Linked DNA regions of Gossypium arboreum: region 2 is linked to region 1. The links are chromatin contacts, called in public Hi-C maps. All regions are on one chromosome and are shown on one strand. Each heading gives the region's core, a stretch centred on a gene start, on an enhancer-like site or on the middle of the called end of the contact. The rest is flanking DNA. Distances are from core to core; before and after follow the strand shown. Region 1 holds the start of LOC108465243 (transmembrane 9 superfamily member 2-like). Region 2 has its middle 23 kb from the start of LOC128279903.

Evidence for each region. A called contact is a pair of places that touch in the nucleus more often than the background predicts.
Region 2: a Hi-C map of leaf shows a contact between it and region 1, with 3 times the contacts expected there. The contact joins the enhancer-like site here to the promoter of LOC108465243 in region 1. A contact is called at or near these places in 2 of 5 Hi-C or Micro-C datasets (both in leaf).

The regions. Positions count from the first base shown.
Region 1 is chr1:43,907,295-43,912,560 of ASM2569848v2, forward strand. LOC108465243 (transmembrane 9 superfamily member 2-like) reads left to right here and starts at 3,908. Exons shown (of 7, transcript XM_017765567.2): 1 at 3,908-4,213; 2 at 4,398-4,438; 3 at 4,534-5,119; 4 at 5,214-5,266. The coding sequence starts at 4,056. It overlaps LOC108465242 (probable potassium transporter 17), which reads left to right. Exons shown (of 8, transcript XM_017765566.2): 3 at 1-59; 4 at 145-195; 5 at 370-630; 6 at 1,175-1,227; 7 at 1,309-1,678; 8 at 2,062-3,270. The coding sequence ends at 2,912.
Region 2 is chr1:43,999,602-44,004,777 of ASM2569848v2, forward strand. No RefSeq gene overlaps it. Among protein-coding and RNA genes, the nearest start is that of LOC128279903, 23 kb to the right of the region's middle. Within about 2 kb of position 3,345, at least 2 of the 2 cell types and tissues checked have an H3K27ac peak or open chromatin away from gene starts, as enhancers often do. A contact at or near this core is called in leaf, where this site is marked.

The sequences.
Region 1 (5,266 bases), core at 2,658-5,157:
TGCTATGTTAGGTACATGTATGCTAATCGGTGATGGTATTCTTACTCCTGCAATCTCAGGTTTGTTTCCAGAATTATTTCTTTATTCCTGTTTTCTTCATCAGTATTCGAGTCTGTCATACATGACGTGCAAATATTTTGACAGTGTTGTCTGCAATGGATGGACTAAGAGCACCATTCCCTTCTATCTCCAAATGTAAGTATATGAAGCTTTCAAACTCAGGAGTGTTAATGTCTTCTGTTTTCAAATAAATTCTTCCTGTGCTAGTGCGTTTACTCATGACTAGATAGTTTTATGATTTTCTTATTAATTTATATGTGAGCAATCATCCTCCTTTAGCTTTACAAGTTGCTGATCTGTGAATTGCAGCTTTAGTAGAAGCTCTTTCTGCAGTGGTTCTTTTTATTCTGTTCCTGCTGCAGAAATTTGGAACTTCTCGAGTGAGTTTTTTGTTTTCCCCTATCATGGGTGCATGGACCTTGAGCACTCCACTTGTTGGAATTTATAGCATTATACATCACTACCCCAGCATATTCAAGGCTTTATCACCATACTACATTTTCCATTTCTTTTGGAGAAATGGAAAAGAAGGCTGGTTGATGCTTGGCGGTACCATCCTCTGTATCACAGGTAAATTTTTTTTATACTTAAGTTCTATATCATCATTGGTAAATAAGTTACAGGATTGTTTCTACCACATATGTTAACTTGAACAAGACTTACCAATATTCGAGCAACGCAAACACAAACCACTATCTGCACATTGGTATATTACGTTTATAAACCTTTAATATATATTTTCAAGAAAATTCAACAAGACAATAAGGAGAAAATATAGCTAGGGAGACAGCAACTAGATATCAATGCTGATTTGATGTGCTGGGCTTTCTTGTAATAACATGTAAAGGCTTTCGGTTGTCCAGAAGGTGTCCCAGGGATGCTTAGGATAATAGGTGTATGTATACATGAGAAGAAACTAAAGTTTGATGGTAGGAAATGCATTGCGTTAGTTACATAGATTAGTTCTTCAGTTGCAATAGCAACAGCTTTAATCTTCGACTGAAAGTTTGTTGGATCCTGAAGTGCGTACATTTTTTGCTTCATTTAAGATAATTTTCTTTGTACAGCTTAAAACTGATTTCAATACCCTTATCTGTTTTAAAATATCATACAGGTTCTGAAGCATTGTTTGCTGACCTGGGTCATTTTAACAGAAGTTCCATTCAGGTAAATTATGTGTATAACTTGTATCACCTCTTAGGCTTCCTTTTCTGCATCTGAAATGGCTTTCTCACTCCTTTCCCACAGATAGCTTTCTTATTTACAATCTACCCGTCATTAATTTTAACGTATGCGGGACAAACAGCGTATTTGATCAAGAATCCAAATGATCATATGGATGGATTTTACAAGTTCATACCAAAAACAATTTACTGGCCAATCTTTATCATAGCCACGTTGGCTGCAGTTGTGGCAAGCCAATCACTTATATCAGCTACCTTCTCTGTCATCAAGCAATCTGTTGTACTGGATTACTTTCCTAGGGTCAAAGTAGTGCACACGTCTTCCAACAAAGAGGGAGAAGTATACTCCCCAGAAGTCAATTACATCCTTATGGTTTTCTGTATTGCAGTTATACTTATATTCGGAGATGGACAAGATATCGGCAATGCTTTTGGTATGGTAAAATTCAGCATTTTGCACTCAGCGTCTATTATTATTGCTTAATATTTTAACAAATCTCATGATGTTTTCTGGTACCTTATAGCATCTCATCTCAGCAGTACCATATAATGTTGAAAATTAGAGGGTAATGACTAATTAAATGGAAGCATTGTTGTTATTTTCTCCAGAAATGGTGTTTCTAACATCATCTTGATATTATTAGCTTTTAACCTAAGAAGCATCAAAACCACATAAAAACTGAAAAATGGAAGAAAACCGGTCTCGCTTATTCTTGTTTCTATTATGAATGCATCTTTTCATTTTATTTTTTTCTGGTTAAGCAAACTATTAAATGTTTTCTTACAGTCCTGCTAATTTATAAAATCTTGCTTTCAGGTGTTGTTGTTAGTCTCGTCATGCTCATAACAACTATATTGTTGACACTGGTCATGATCATTATATGGAGAACACCGTCATTGTTAGTTGCATTGTACTTCATCATCTTTTTTATGATGGAAGGTGTATACGTTAGTGCAGTTCTGACCAAAATTCCTGAAGGTGGATGGATTCCATTTGCCATATCTTTTATACTTGCCTTCATTATGTTCGGTTGGTACTACGGGAGACAGAGGAAGATACAGTATGAACTAACTCACAAGATTGACTTGGGAAGACTTGGAATGCTGTTATCTGACCCGAGTGTGCAAAGGGTTCCCGGATTGTGCTTCTTTTACACTAAAATACAAAACGGATTGACTCCCATCCTAGGACATTATACTAAAAACATGAGATCGCTTCACAAGGTTACTATTTTTACAACACTTAGATATCTACTGGTTCCTAAAGTTTCTCCACATGAGAGGATTGTGGTGAAAGAGTTGGGCCTTAGAGGAGTTTATGCATGTGTGATTCAATATGGTTATGCTGATTCCCTAAACCTTGAAGGAGACAACTTTGTTAGTCAAGTTTTGGATAGCTTGCAAGAGCATATAGAAAACTGCTCCAGTTTACCGTCTGATCATATGCCAGTTCAAGAGGAGATTTCAGAACTGAGCGAGGCAAAAACAGCAGGTGTAATTCATGTTCGAGGAAAAGCAAGGTTTCACATAGGCAAGAGCACCAGCTTCTTTGACAGATTCATGCTTGCCTTCTACGAAGTGTTGCACAAAAACTGTAGGCCTGCACTGCCTGTTCTTGGGGTGCCGCTGCCGCAGTGTCTGGAGGTTGGGATGTTTTACGAAGCTTGAATAGATGATTGTAACAGGCACATCAAGTACCAAGTTCACTTCCACGGAAAAAGAAGAAAAAAAATTAAAGTATATGTTGAAGCTTTACAACCAAGCCATATCAGATTGTGAGTTGATTCATCCCATTTTTAGCGACTTGTTCCATGGTTAAATTTTGTTGTTAGTCCTTGGACTATGCATAAATGTTGATATAGTTATTGTGCTTTAATTTAGTTGATTTTAGTTCCTATTTCAACTTTTGAAAATTTAGTTTAGACTAAACAGTAACTGTTAAATTCAATAGCAGCCTCCATATGAAGTACTCCTTGTTTGTGACGACCTCCATGGTGTTAGTATGCTAAGAATGGTTATTGTATAACTGTTTGTAGTCTCGTCTTTTCTTGTAAAAAAAAAAAGTCATTACATAGCCATTATTTTATACAGTCAGGTGGTTGACTCCACCACTACGTACTGTTTCTCCAAACCAAAGAGGCAAAACTACCTTAGGTGATGGGCTTTACACGGATTTTAATAGGTTAAATTATGTTAATTGTTTTTGTATTGTGATAAAATTTGAAATTTAATTACTATACTTTGAAAGTTACAAATTAAGTCCCACTTTTTTAATTTAAAAATTTCAGTTCCATCATTAAAATTATAAGTATTTTCGGTTAAAAGTTGTTAATTTGGCATATTAATTAAGTTTTCCTAATGTAATGCGACATATAATTGATGGAAAATAAACATGTTATATTGATAAATTTTAACTGAAATTTTAATGAAGATAATGACTAAACTAAAATTTATAAATTGAAAAAGTGAAAAGAATTGAATTTTTAACTTTTTAAGTTAAAGTATAGACACTAACATTACACTTTAACCATTTTAATATCATCTAATTTTTTCTACTGTAAATATTATCTAATTTTGCTTATCTAGATTCAATTCAAATTATTAACAACTTTTTATTATTATAATAAATAATCTAATATTATTTACAAAGAAAAAGAAAATGCTATATATCTCCGTATATGATATGTGATGTGATATACCCACTTTTTGTTTCTCTCTCTTTTTTTTCTCATCATATGTATATATTGCATTGCAGAATTTCACAAATCCTTTCACACATCTTCCTTTTTCTCTCATTATTATCCTACCCAAATGAGAAACTTTGGCAACTCTCCGGCCTTTGTAATCCTCGGAGTTTTTATCCTCTCTTGTGTTTCCCATGTTAGATCCGACGCCTCCGACCACCGTTACAAAGAAGGTGACCCTGTCCCTCTCTACGCCAACAAGGTCGGCCCTTTCCACAACCCCAGGTGGTAACCCTTTTATTTCCTTCCTTCATTACTAGATCTGATTGTTGCTCGTCTTTACAATTCAATGCCTTCATTCCATACCCACCTTTGGAACATTCAAGTTCCAATCTCATATTTACAACTTTTTATTTTTTTGGATTGGGGGTTTATTCTTCAAATTATTTATTTGTTTGTTTGTTTCCAGTGAAACCTATCGCTACTTTGATCTGCCCTTCTGTTCTCCAGGTTCTTTTTTTTCTCTTGTTTTTATTTTTAAATTAGATCTTAAGCAATTCAATTTAGATTTAATAAATGGTGTTGGTTTTTGGAATGGAATTTAGATCATGTAAAGGAGAAGAAAGAAGCATTAGGTGAGGTATTGAATGGAGATCGACTCGTCAGTGCTCCTTATAAACTGAATTTTAAAGAGGAAAAAGATTCTTCCGTTGTTTGTAAGAAGAAACTTTCAAAGGATGAGGTTGTCTTTTTCCGAAAGGCGGTCGAAAAAGATTATTATTTCCAAATGTACTATGATGATTTGCCTATCTGGGGTTTTATTGGCAAAGTTGATAAGGAAGGAAAAGCTGATCCCAGTGAGTACAAGTATTACCTTTACAAGCATATTCAGTTTGATGTACTTTATAACAAGGATCGTGTTATTGAGATCAGCGCAAGGATGGATCCACATTTGCTCGTGGACTTGACTGAGGATAAGGAAGTTGATGCTGAGTTTATGTACACTGTGAAATGGAAGGAAACTGATACTCCTTTTGAGAAGAGGATGGAGAGATATTCCATGTCTTCTTCTTTGCCGCATCATTTAGAGATTCATTGGTTTTCAATTATCAACTCTTGTGTGACGGTTCTCCTTTTGACTGGTTTCCTTGCAACAATTCTCATGCGGGTCTTGAAGAATGATTTCATTAAGTGAGATCTGTTATATCTTTCCTTATTTGGATATAATTCTCTTACTTTTATTTCTTTCATTTTGTTGCTATAAATATTTGATTTGTTATAACAGGTACGGTCAAGATGAAGAAGCAGCTGATGATCAAGAAGAGACTGGATGGAAGT
Region 2 (5,176 bases), core at 2,095-4,594, 92 kb after region 1:
ACCAGTGTCAACAAGCATGATGACTGGAGTAATACCAAATCATGTTGTAATCCTTATCGTTTAGAGGCCTTGTGAATCTTGCAGGGCATGTAGAAACAACATGAGAGCCTTAGCTGTCTCTTCATCCTGAACACTATCTTGTAGATGATCCAAACATTCCTGATAGTCTTCATCCTCCCTATCAGAGGTAGAATCGAGTAACATCTGATAAAGTTGGGACTAGACACACTTGTGCCCCAAAGTATATTTTAGGCCACATCAAAAGCAAAGCCCCTTCTTTCTTTCTATCTTCAATCTCAGCTGGGGAAAGGGATATTGTAACGCCCTAGATTTTATTTATTTATGTACACTAGTTTATGTCACAAAGGAATTAATGGTCTAGTGGTTAAATGTGTTCATTGTTTCCATAATGTCCCAAGTTCAAGCCCCCACAAGAACATCTTTTAGTTAATTTTTTTTAACAATTTTGAGCTAGTGTGAACACTCTTGTCGTCCAACACATATTGTCATACAAGGTCAATCTTCCCAAAGTTCTTCCCTTTTCACTCCCATGATCCATTTTTGGTGCCATTGTCCCCTTAACTTGCCAAAACCTCTCCCTTACCTTACCTTGGCTGGCCATTGAACCTATACACTCCCCACTTCATTTTTATTTTCTCCCTTTTTCTTTCCTCCTTTCCTTTTTCCTTTGTTATTACGTATGTATGAAAGATCCTCTGATCCATGACTTTCGTTCATACTATTATTTCGATTAGGATGTTACTAATACTTTGTTTATCATACTTTCATTAAGTGCCATTCAAAAATCCTGGAATCGTATTCCACTTGTAGAAGTGTGCAATTTGACAATCAATTACCTAAGTCTCATCGAATCACAATCATTTTTAACCAAGGGTTATTTATTTATTTATTAAATTCGTACTAACACGAGTATTTGGTCAAAACCGTAGTGAGTCAAGAATCGAACTCTCCCCTTTCAAAGTGGAATCGAGATTTGTGCAATCAGATTTAGAAGGTGTAGGGATTTACTTTAATAATGATGGTTGATGATAATATAGATAAAAATAAATTAATAAGTAATAAAATATTATTTTTAATATTATTCTTTGAATAATGAAATATTGGTTGACCAAAAAAGTGTTCTTAAGGATTAATTTAAGATTCGATAAAAGAGGACACCAAGTAAGTTCTCGAAACTTCAGATCTGTGATAATGATTGTGATTTGGCGATTTTTGTAAATTATGTAATTATGTGATTTTTGTTACTCATGACATGTGATTTATGGCTATTGGATTATGTATGTGCAAATAATGTGAAAATATGATTATCGATTTTCTTATTCGAATGAAAAATATTTTACCATTTTAATCTTCTGATTCTCATGTTAAGCATGCCATATTCTGATTCTAATTCTAATTCTGATTCTGATTTGCATGTTAAGCATGTCATTGTGATAAAATATATACGAGATTTGATCCGCATGTTAAGCATGCCATTTTTCGATATTCTGATTCACGTGTAAAGCATGCCTATTGAAAATCTGTTCTGTATCCCATATCACATGCATGGGGTTGGGAAAATATGTACGGAGGAAGTATCTGGTAGTAAATTTGCAATATCTAGTGGTTCGACCACATTATTTTATTTTTGGCGGCTCAACTGCACTATCTAGTGGCTAGTCCACATTATTGGTGTGTTATTGGATGGATGAGTTTTAGGGGACTCTTTATAGTGTGTAACAGAGTAGGATTTGTTTTCTAAAAAACTACAATGTTTTCTAAAAAGCATTACATTGACATCATCGTTGTGCATTCTACCATATCTGATTCTATGAATGAATATTTGACATATTATGATAAGCTTAAATTAATGTTGGTATGAGTTAAATTCTGTTATTGTTATTATTGGTAACCCACACTAGACTTTTTAAGCTCACCCCTTTAAATTCTGATTTTTCAGATAATCGAAGTTAGGATGGGCTCGGCTACAAAGGCGCTCTTGGTCATTTTTTAAAAAAAAAAAACCTTATATTTATCAGTATTTGATATTCTAGGATTTGTTTATTTACTTTCGGCTTGGACTTTTTTTTTTTTGTTAGACTTTGAATTTTAGATTGGGATTTTTCTGTATAGTTTATATTTTAAAAACTATCATTTAAAGGATTTGCAAAAATAACAACTTAAGATGGATTTTATATAAAATAATAAAAAGGTCAGTAACAATGTTTTCAAAAATTCAATACTAAGTTTCCATTTCACGACACAATCTGCTCACGAAACTGATATTTTACAAGATGTATGTTAATCTATGTTTTCAAAACGACACATGAGTTTTAGATATAGAAATTTGTCCGCTATGATGTTTTACTTGAATTACGATGTTTTCTTAATACACTCTCAATACTTTAGTTTTTCTAAAATTAAACGATATCAACTAAATTTTAGTTTTGCTTAAAACAAGACTCAAAGACATTTTGCGAAGGCAATTTTTAAAAGAGAAAAACTTCCAAATGTTTTTACCGTACCTTTTAACTTCCAAATGTTTCTATTATACCTTTATAATGCTTAATGTGATCTTCGAGATTCAACTATAATGTCTAGGGCCGGTTTACGGGTTTACAAATCTATTCCTGATCGAACTAGTAGTGTGAGTTGAATTACTGTTCTGTGTCATTGCCTTAGGGGAAATGGGAGCAGAATGCAACTTGGACAGCGAAGCAGGTGATGGAAACAATGCAACTCCTTTGTGATTTGTCCCTAATCCCGGAGGTTAACTTTTTTTTTGGGGATGCAGCTAATATATCCCGACTTGTCTAGCCACTAGGAACCCTTCAACAAAGGACGTAGGCTTAAATAGTTGGAGATACTGACCTATTTCTGCCTTGAGGTTGCTAGTGAAGATGTTGAGAGCGTAGTTCTCAAGTAGTTGCAACTGGTTGAGGAGGCTGATGAAAGTGTCATGATAACTATCCACAGTCCCTCTTTGTTTGAGTTTGACCAGTTCAGCCATGGGGTCCTTATAGGTGCTAGACCCAAAGCGCTCTTTGAGGTGGTGAGCGTAAGATGGCCATGTCAAAAAATGGAACCCCCTTGCAGTTGAGTGAAGAAGTGATGCCAATCTAACGCTTTTCCTTCAAGGCGAAGCATCACTGTTCACACTCTCGCGTGGTCTGGAGTGCCTTCTGCTTCAAAATACCGCTTAAGTTTAGCCCACCATCCTTGAAAATCTGAGCCGTCAAATCAAGGGCACTCAAGTTTGGGAACTTTCTGCGATGTCTCCCAACTACTAGGTCGCAACATATTGCTCAGCTCACCCAAAGGAGAAAGGGATAGATGCTCTTTGGGTGGGAATCCAGGTGGATGCCCTCCTACCACTCCCTTCCCCTTGTCAACTGCAGAAGCGGTGGGCGTGGCTTGTGTTGAGTGGCCTAAATACTGCTCAAACAGTTCCTTCATCTCCAATCTAAAATCATCCCTAAAGTCCTTTATCTTAGCATCGAGCTTGCTGTTTCATTAACCTCCAGCTGGAGCTTAGCCAACTCCTATTGAATTTGAGTTGCATCATTCAGAGATCTTGTTCTGACACCCTCGCCGGCCATGGAGGACGTCTGAGCTCTGATATCTTTGATACAAGCTAGACAACAACACACAGAAAAGAGAATACGAGAGAAATCTAGAGAGGAAGAAAAAACTGATTTATTTACTGCTTGCTTCTCTCCTCAACAAAACAACAGAAATATGGAAAAGGAAATGAGACCGTAGCAACAGACACGACACACAAGTATCACAAAAAACAAAACTAATGAAACACATCATTTCATTAACAGACCCAAACATTGAAACACATCGTTTTTCTAAAAAATCAAAACACACTGTTTTATTTAAGTTGAAACACAATTAAGAGCAGCGTTTTGACAACTGCTTTTAACACCCATATCAGTCTACCCTACAAGCGCATATATATAAATATATATTAACAATATAAAAGCCTAATCCTAGTTAAACTTTTTATCTAAAATATTATCCTAACGAAATATTAATGAAAAATACTAAAAAGAAAATTAAAATATTATTTTAATGAAAATTAAAAGTAAAACTTTACAAACAAATCCCAAAATAAAAGTTCTTAAAATAGATCTTGTACATTAACTTCATTCTTTGGCTCAAAACTTTTACGATAGTCCACATTTTTGCATTTTTACTTTCTAACCTTAATTTTACTCCTATTAAAAATAAAAAATAAATTCAAAATTAGCAGTATCTCATTCAAGAATTTATCAAAATTAAACACAATAAACATGTAAATTAGACCTATTATCACCTGTATTTGGGTTTGATAAAAAAGGTATAAAAGGGGTCATATTTTCTAAATAAGTTCATTTTTTAGCATTTCGAAGTTTATGTGCTTTTGATTGAATTTATTTGGATTCTTAAGACTACATCAACAATTTAATGAATTTCTAAAAACTAAATTGGAATTTAGAATTTGTTAAATAAGCTGGTATAAATTGATTAAATTTTCGTTTTCCAAATCTAAGGCCAAACCAGCTTGGGATTAATTCGATTTGTATTTACTTTTAAAATCAACAATTTGAGTTTAAGGCATTTCAAATCTGTTTTAGGTCCATAAAGCCTAATTGAACCTGTTTTTTAAGATTAAAGCCCATTTTGGTTAAACTCGAAGCCCTTTCGAATCAGTTTCGGTTTCGAACCCATTAAAAGCCCATATTTGGCCCGTTGGGAGCCCATTTTAGTTTTTGGTTTGGATTATGCTATTAAGCTAACTTTAAAAATCTAAGTCCATTTATTTTAAAAAGTCGGGTTTTAAATTTGAGAACATTTTATCAAAAATCAGAATTTTTAATTTGGAGTACATTTTTAAACTTGCAACCCAACATCCTTTTTTAAAATAGAATCAATTCTAATTTCATTCAGAGCCCAATTTTAAGCCCGTTTCCTTTCGGCCCGATGGCCAGTCTGCATTACACTTGCAGCTAGGGTTTTGTACCCTAGTATTGAATTTATTTTGACTAGATGTGACTTCTTAGGGGCTTTGATTTTTAATTTAGATTTTCAGGGGTTTTTATATTATGTTAGATATTAGGATTTTTAACAGTAAGATTTAAATTAGATTTTTCCCAAATTTCAAATGTTAGGTTACTTTTAAAATTCAGTT